Linked DNA regions of Gossypium hirsutum: regions 1 and 3 are each linked to region 2. Evidence: chromatin contacts called from public Hi-C data. All regions are on one chromosome and are shown on one strand. The core of a region is the stretch at or near the end of the contact, and the rest is flanking DNA. Distances in the headings are between cores, read along the strand shown.

Region 1 (3,177 bases), core at 480-2,979, 220 kb before region 2:
GTTTGAAAGATTAAGATTTTTTTTCCTCAAAACATAAAATTTATGCTATTTGTTCTTGTTTGGATAATAGAAAAAGAATTTTTTTTTTAATTTGTATAATTTTACTAACAAAATATAATTACTTTTTAATTTCATATATTATGCAAGTGCCTCAACCTAAAATAGAAAATTATCTATTTAAGCCCTTTAAAATTTTAAATTAATAAAGGTAAAATGGTATTTTGACTTATTAAAAAAATAAAAATGTGATTTAATATTTAAAAATTATAAAGATGTAGGCTATTAAAATACTGAAATTGTATTTTTTTCTTGTAAAAATTACAATTTAATTTTGACCCCTAAAAAAATTTCTATTTTCGCCCATGATATTATGTTTAATAGTAAAAAATTTTTGAAATTTACAAGAGTTAATTGTCACATAATTATTCCAATTCTCTATCTCTCAGAGTTTAATTTTAGTACTTCACGAATAATTACTCATTTATAATTATTAACAATTACCCTCAAATGATTGAATAAATTTTTAAATACAACCATTAATTATTCAATTTTTTTCCCTTTTCCTTTATTTATTTTTATCCTCAATGATGATTCTATCAAACTAAACACTTCCATATATACAAATTTGATTAATGATGAATAATAACATCAAAATTGTTTTTAGGATAAAAAAACGGAAGTCAAAAACTTGAAATAATTTCTTAATATTTGTCTTAAATTATTAGCTGTGGGTGACATACACCTTTTAACTTTTCTCAATTTCATAATTAATAACAATTAAATTTTTAACCTTCTTTTTAGATTATATAAAATCTTTTAAGTGAAAACGTCATTTGATATTGATTTCCAGTTTTAACGCTACTTATGGTGTAATTAATGCAATTAATCAGACACCGGTTTTGCCCCCGGTTCGACTCTCCATACTCCCACGTAAGGACCTTTTCAATTATTGGCTCATCCTATTATAATAATTTATTTTACTTTTTACAAAAATAATATTAACTTTTTGATTAATTTTTTTTGTCTTTTTTATTGTTTAAAGTTATTTCTCAAATTATTTTAAAATTGATATTTAATAATTTTATTGATGTCATGTATGTTATTTTTTAAAATTTTAAAAAATTAATTAATTGTTAATGTGGTGCCATATATACAGTCATTTACATGCATATCATATTAGCAAATTTAATATTTATTTTGATGTGGTTTGATAAATAATACAAATTTAAAAAAAATACGAAAAATTAAATAAAAAATTAAAATAATTTTTTTAAATTGGAGGAAAAAAATTATTGTGCCATAATAATTTGGCACGTGTCCTCGTGATCCTCACACTACTTTTTTTTCCCTACAAAAAGTATGGCTGAAACACCACCATATTTCTCCAAAAAAAATAAATAAATAAATAAAAACACCGTATTGCCACCTGACTCAAAAGTTATTGAATAGAGAGGAAAAGTAGGGCGGGGCGGGTTTAATTTGTGTTCATAGGGGATATTCTAGTACATAATAATAGTTAATATATTAGTCAATGAAGTAGGTTTAATAATAAAGATTTAAAATATGATTACCAAAAATATCAAATAAACTTCTCTACTTTAATTACATATTGTATTGATTATATGTAGTATGTTACCAAAATACCCTTGAGTTTCAGTCATGTAGAGCCCACACCGGTCCTCAAATTTGTCCATAAATATGAGCCCCCTAGGCTGCATTTCTTCCCTTTTTTCCTCCTTCTCACCTTTCCCATATATAAATTTACAAGTTTTTGGTTTTCTTTTTGTTCTTACTGTTATTAGTTAAGCCATGTTGTCCACTGTTCCGACGATGGAAAGTCTCGAATGCGATTGGGATTGCTCCCAACTTTTTTCCACTATCCAATCAGTAGGACCCGCTCGGTCGGGTTCTGCTTCGAGTGAACCAAACCAAACCCACTCCAATTCCGGTTTGGATGAATCAAACCTAAAGCTTTCCATCATTGAGGAACGCAAGAGAAGACGGATGATGTCGAACCGGGAGTCGGCCAGGAGGTCACGGATGCGCAAACAGAAGCATTTAGAAAACCTAAGGAATCTGGTGAACCGGCTTAGAATCGAGAACCGAGAACTGACTAGCCGCTTGAGGTTCCTTTTGTACCACTGTCACCGTGTAAGGACTGACAACGACAGCCTCCGATCTGAGTACACTGTTCTCCGACAAAAATTGTCGGACATACAGCAAATTTTGCTATTCAAGCAACTGCAACAGTTTTCATCTACATGGCCATACAATAACGTTCCTGTCATGTCCGAACAAACTCCACCACCATTAATCATCTAAATGCATACATATATTAAACTTCACAATAAACTACATTAAAATTCTCTCCACAAACGAGAAGCTAGCTATCTCTATCTCTTTCTGTAAATTAAAATGGTGATAGAGAAAGAAAATTAATAGGTTTTCTCTGGGTTCTTTTCTGTCTTCCTTTTTTGCCGAAGAGAGGAAGAAACCAGAGTATTGTAGTGTACTAAAAACAAGTTAGTCAGTGTTTGGTTTTCGTCAAAGTTATTTTTGTTGTCTTCTTCCTTCTTCTTAGCATCGGAAAGTCGTCTAGTTTTAAGCTCCTATTATATGGTTTTGTTTATATTTAATTGAACTTACCTTTTTATTATTTTTGTTAGAATATGTATATCTTTTTATATTTAAAATTTAATCATTTTTTTACTTGAATTTTTAAAATTTTTAAAATTATTTTGTTAAATTTATTGGTGTAACATTTTAAAATAATAAAAATACGTACTTAATCATGTAACAAAAAAATTAATTTTTTTATAGACTTGAATTTAACAAAATATGTCTAGTTATGTTTATAATTAAACTAAAATTTTTAAATTAAAAAAATAAAAAATTACATTAAATTAAAATGATGAAACTCTAAACATAAAAAAGTAATACAAAGACTCAGCCATTATTTTATAGCAATCCAAGTGTTAGCAATGTCTCAAAGATATCATTTGATTTCGGGTTTGATCTGATGACCTTAATCACTCCATTGAATTTGGAGAGACATGATCAAGTTTTTAAAATCCCCTTCCTTAAATTTAATATTTTATTATAACCAAAAGTTCCTTCCATTGGGCATAAAGTAAAATGGGAGATATTGAAATTACCGGTCAAGCAAAGGTTTTACGC
Region 2 (2,751 bases), core at 242-2,741:
AAAAAATAAATTGATTAAGTGATTTAAAAAACAAAACTTATTTATTTTAAAAAAACATGCCAAACATTTCCTTATTGGTTCCATAGAGACTTGAACGCAAAACTAAAGAATTAGTTAAAGCTTTACCACTGAACCAGTAAGCCCATTGTTAATATAAATTTACACAGAATTAAACTTAAGTTGAGAGTTCAAAGACAAAGGTTGAGTAAAAAAGATAACAAAAATTTCCAATAGTGGGACTTAAATCCCTAATCTCAAACACACAACCAATGCTCCAAACCACTGAAGTAAATACATATCTTATGACTAAATTTAACAAACAAAAATTTAAAATTTTGAGGCGTTACATTGAAGGTTAAAGTTATTGGATTTTTTAGAATTTGAACATAATTTTGTAAACATTAAGGGTTAAATTTTTTGAATTTTTTTAATATTTAAGATCAAATTAATAGAATGCCTAAACATTAGGGGGTTGAATTTGTTATTAGACTAATAAAAAAAGGGCTTTCCGTCACTCATCTAACGGCAACTAATGGGGGAATGATTAAATTATTTAATTTCTAAAAGTTTAGTGATTAAATAAAAAAACAATAGCTAGGTGACTAAAATAGAACTAAAGACATAGTTAGGTGACTATTTTTATAATTTACCCTTAATTGTTGTATATAATCTGATTTATATACTAAATACATATGTTTATGTTTAAACTTTTAAGAGTGAGGTTGGGCGAAGAATTTTAAATTTTTAGAGATTTTTAAAATGTTAGTATTTTAGAATTCATAAATTCAAAATGGTAATAATTGTAATTGATTAGTTTGGATAAATAGTTCTTCCATGAAAACTTGAAATAATGAAATTTTACAAACTAAAAATATAATTATAAAAGAAAATTAATAATATAGAAAATATTCAATAGGAATATCATTAGATTTGTAAAAATTATAAATATTTTTAACAAAATAATTTTTTTAAAAAAACTAAAATTATGTAAAATAAATCGGATATCAAATTCCTCAAAAAAAAAATTAATTACTATATTATTTTTACCGAAACAACACTCTAAATCCTTGGTTGAAACACACACCTTATGGCATAACATTGTACTAAACTTTGTTGAAAATTTTGGAAAATGATCCATGACTATGAGGAAGTAGGAATTTATGTGATGTTCCTTACATTCAGGAACTTCCTAAGAAGCAGGAACTTAAATTTCTTTCACATTCCTGTTCATTAGTTGAATTAAATTAATTATGGGGTAATGATGCCGCCCCAGAAAAGTTTGATTAAATTATAATAAAAATTTAAAAGTAGGCCTCATAGATGGACATGATCGAATGCTTTTGATCTGATGGAGACTTGAACCATCTATCTACTCCCACCCATCACCTAAATAAATGGCTTTTTAATTAACTCTACTTTATTGATAATATTACCAAACTACCCTTAAGCTGCCCATAAATACAGGCCTCCTACGCTGCATTTCTTCCCTTTTCTCCTCCTTTTCTTTCCCCATGTATGTTTGTTATTCTTAAAGGAAGCCATGTTGTCCACTGTTCCGGCCATTATTTCCTCCAATCCCATGATGGAAAGTGATCCATTTCCCTCTCTCCAAAGCGCTTGGGATTGCTCCCAACTTTTTTCCACTACCCAATCAGTAGGACCCGCTCGGTCCGGTTCCGCTTCGACTGAACTGAACCAAACCCAAACCCAAACTCACTCCAATTCCGGTTTGGACGAATCAAACCAAACGCTTTTCATCATCGATGAAAGAAAGAGAAGACGCATGATATCGAACCGGGAATCGGCCAGGAGGTCACGGATGCGTAAACAGAAGCATTTAGAAAACCTAAGGAACCAGGCGAACCGGCTTAGAATCGAGAACCGACAACTGACTTACCGTTTGAGGTTCCTTTTGTACCACTGTCATCGTGTAAGGACTGACAACGACCGCCTCCGATCCGAGTCCACTCTGCTCCGACAAAAATTGTCGGACATGCATCAAAATTTGCTATTCAAGCAGCTGCAGCAGTTTTCATCTGCATGGCCATGCAATAATGTGACTGTCATGTCCGAAAAAATTCCACCACCATTAATCATCTAAACGCATACATATATTAAACTTCACAATAAAACTACATTAAATTTCTCTCCAAAAGCGAGAAACTAGCTATCTCTTTCTGTAAATTAAAATGGTGTTAGAGAAAGAAAATGGATGGGTTTTTTTTCTGTCTTCCTTTTTTGCTAAAGAGATACGAAACCACAGAGTATTATAGTGTAGAAATAAGTTGAGTCAGTGTTTGGTTTTTGTCAACGTTATTTTTGTTTTCTTCTTTTTTATTGTTAGCTTTGAAAAATCCCTCCCACTATGCAATATAGCAAATCATTGAAACTTACTTTTTTATTATTTTGTATATCTCATCCCAGTGTCTCAAAGTTATCATTTAATTTTGGGTTTCATTTCATCACTCCATTGGGCTTCTAAGATACTCTTGCTCTAATATTATATATGATAAAATATATTGGTGTTGGTAAACTATTCAAATTCGATTCGATAATTATCAAATTAAATTCGAATTTAATAATACTTTATTTGAACAGTTCACAAGTTATATTGAGCTTTTCATTTTTTTATTTTTGTTAAATTATGTAATTATTGAGTTGAGTTCAAGTTTAAATACAAAAATTAATAAATAAATTTAATCGATCTCAAACTTAAAAATATATCTTCGATCAAATTCGAGTTAAATATTA
Region 3 (2,760 bases), core at 137-2,636, 140 kb after region 2:
AAAAGCTATAAATATGATAAATTAATAAACTATTAAACAAAAATCTAAAAATAAATATAAAATTCAAATTCAATCCCAACTTCAGTCGGACAAAATGCGAACCTTTTCATACTACAATATTTTCGTAGTAAAATCTGCTTACAGATTAGTGCATGCTAAAGAGGTTGAGACTGAGGGACTACATAGCTAAGAGAGAGACAAGTTGTGTATCAGAACGCCGAATAACCCTTTGGAGATTAATTTTACCTAGCAAGGTTTGTTTTTTAGCTAAAGATTGCTTCATGATCTGCCACCAATAAGTGTGCAATTTGAGGGGGTGCAAGGTACTGAAGATGATATTCACCCTTTTATGGACATGCGTTGCTTTCAATCAGCCCAGTTTCAGCTTAGTTAGAGGGCACCAATTTGATTAGATGTTTGATTAGAAGTGGTTACTATGATGGAAGCCTAGCAATACTCTTCAAGGCCCACTGGCTATTTGATTTATATGTTTGATATGTCAAAATCGAGAGCAATGCTTTATTGGTTATTGGAATATGTAATATCATAATAATAATGGTAGAGGTTTATTCTATTCAAAAGTCTATGCGGCTAAATCTCATTTATAAATTCTGTTTATTGTAAATATAAATTCAAATTTGAGTATAATTTTTTTCGTATCCTATATGAAATTAGACAAAATTTCATTTAGTTGTATCATTATTGAATTAATTTATGTCATTTGATAAATAATGAAAAAAGAGTAGGATTATTTTGAGAAATGGGAAATTTAAAATGTTTGGGGATGAAAATGGAAAAATGTTTATAATACTTAAGCCGAATCAGATGCAATTTGAAAGATTTTGTGCGCTCATGGATCGAGGCTTAACGGAAGAACTTTATAAGTTTCGAAAAATTGAATATCCAATGAAAGAAATTAAATTTCAATTTATTTGTAGAAACATATCAATTGGTGGAACTACCGATAAAAGAAAAGGATGTCGAACTTAGTTTAGTTATTTAAGCTTTTTTTTTTTTGTGTGTCCAATTAGGTACTTGAACTTAGCTTCATAATTCAAATTGGTTTAAATAAGTCATTCATTGTAAATATTAATTTGAAAAAAAAATTAAATTTAAGTACCAATTTAAACTAAAAAATTAAATTCAAATATTTAATTGACCCAAAAAAATTTAGTTACCAATTTAAAACTTAGGAGGAGGTTTAAGTTGGTGGTAGTCAATGGCTAATCAGTTATCTAATTATGGAATCATTGAGCAGTCTAATGGCAATACTGCCACGAAAAGATGGTAAAAACTCTTAGAAAGGAAATAATATTGGACTTGAAAAAAAGAAGTGATTTAGTGGGCTAGATCCCAGCCAATTGAAAACCTAATCCAAATAAGCAGCCCACACAATAGAAACGTTGATGATCTCTCAACCACCAATCCAGCAACAAGAAATTCCTCCCTCCACAAATTTCATCAAATAAAATTGGGGTCAAAATAAATCGACCATTTTTTGTTTCTTGGAAAGTTTTCAGTTTCCCACCCTCTGTATCCCTACAATGACCACCTTACCTTCACAAAACCTGCAATCGGTGCGACCTCTATATTTTTCTTCAATTAATTCTCTTAAATTTGGATCTCAAATTCCTTCATTAAAATTCCCCATTTCTTCTCCTATAAAACTAAAACCAGCCAAGCTTTTCACATGCAATAATGGCACCAACAACTCTGGGGTCGTGGGAAAAGCCTCTACCTCTGAATTCAGTGCAGATATAGGTGACGTCCTTGGGGATGTTACCATTTTCACTGCTGCTGATCAGCCTGTCTTTCTCAAAGACCTTAGGGACCAAAACCAAGTAAATTTTACTCCTTTCTTATTGCTAAAAACTTGCTCCGATCTTTGCCTTTTATTAATTTATTCTCTTTACCCCCAACAGGGAATTGCAGTTGTTGCACATCTACGCCATTTCGGATGCCCTTGTTGGTCCTCACTTGACTGGGCGTTTATTTATTTATTTATTTATTGTATGTGTAAATTTATATGATTCATTGCTAAACAAGTTATGTTCTTTGATTCATTATTAGCTGGGAACTTGGTTTAGAATTGAAAGAAGCAAAAGCAAGATTTGAATCAGCTGGAGTTAAACTGATTGCAATCGGCGTTGGTACACCTAACAAAGCACGTTTGCTTGCAGAACGGGTACCATTGATACCAAATTTATTATTATTATTATAATTATTGTTGTTAACAAATTTCATAAGTTGGCTCACTGAAATTGATTCAGCTACCATTTCCAATGGATTGCCTTTACGCTGATCCAAACCGAGAGGTAATATCAGTGTGTTAATGGATCCATATTTTCCCTTTAATTGGTTTTTTTAACATTCTCCTTTTCAGGCATATGATATTTTGGGCCTATATTATGGCTTTGGTCGTACATTTTTCAACCCAGCAAGTGTACATCTCTTTTCCATTCTCTGCAGTATTTTGTTCTCGATTTTTCAGATTTCAGTAATTTTGGACACAAACATCTATTACATTGATGGAGTGTAAAAATAAAACAAACACATGCTTGTCAATCATACACTGTCTAGGTCGTGCAGACTAAAGTGTTTTCAAGATTTGAGTCCCTGCAAGAAGCTGTAAAAAAACTACACAATTGAGGCCACCCCTGACGAAACAAGTAGTGTACTGCAACAGGTAAGCCTAATTTCATTTTAGCTTGTATAACCCTAAATTCACTGTTATAATATAAGTTTTCCTCTTTGATACTA

What was found. Hi-C and Micro-C count contacts between places; a contact is called where the count stands out from the background.
Region 1: a contact with region 2 is called in a Hi-C map of leaf, with 2.2 times the contacts expected there. The contact joins the promoter of LOC107939615 here to the promoter of LOC107938881 in region 2. A contact is called at or near these places in 5 of 34 Hi-C or Micro-C datasets (hypocotyl, leaf and petal).
Region 3: a contact with region 2 is called in a Hi-C map of leaf, with 2.3 times the contacts expected there. The contact joins the enhancer-like site here to the promoter of LOC107938881 in region 2. A contact is called at or near these places in 8 of 34 Hi-C or Micro-C datasets (callus, hypocotyl and leaf).

Annotation. Positions count from the first base shown.
Region 1 is chrA12:44,039,400-44,042,576 of Gossypium_hirsutum_v2.1, forward strand. LOC107939615 (bZIP transcription factor 44) reads left to right here and starts at 1,730. Exons shown (of 1, transcript XM_016872960.2): 1 at 1,730-2,625. The coding sequence starts at 1,810. The coding sequence ends at 2,322.
Region 2 is chrA12:44,260,516-44,263,266 of Gossypium_hirsutum_v2.1, forward strand. It overlaps LOC107938881 (basic leucine zipper 4), which reads left to right and starts at 1,492. Exons shown (of 1, transcript XM_016872132.2): 1 at 1,492-2,393. The coding sequence starts at 1,541. The coding sequence ends at 2,101.
Region 3 is chrA12:44,396,830-44,399,589 of Gossypium_hirsutum_v2.1, forward strand. It overlaps the pseudogene LOC107924374. Among protein-coding and RNA genes, the nearest start is that of LOC121211384, 32 kb to the right of the region's middle. Within about 2 kb of position 1,387, at least 8 of the 9 cell types and tissues checked have an H3K27ac peak or open chromatin away from gene starts, as enhancers often do. A contact at or near this core is called in hypocotyl and leaf, where this site is marked.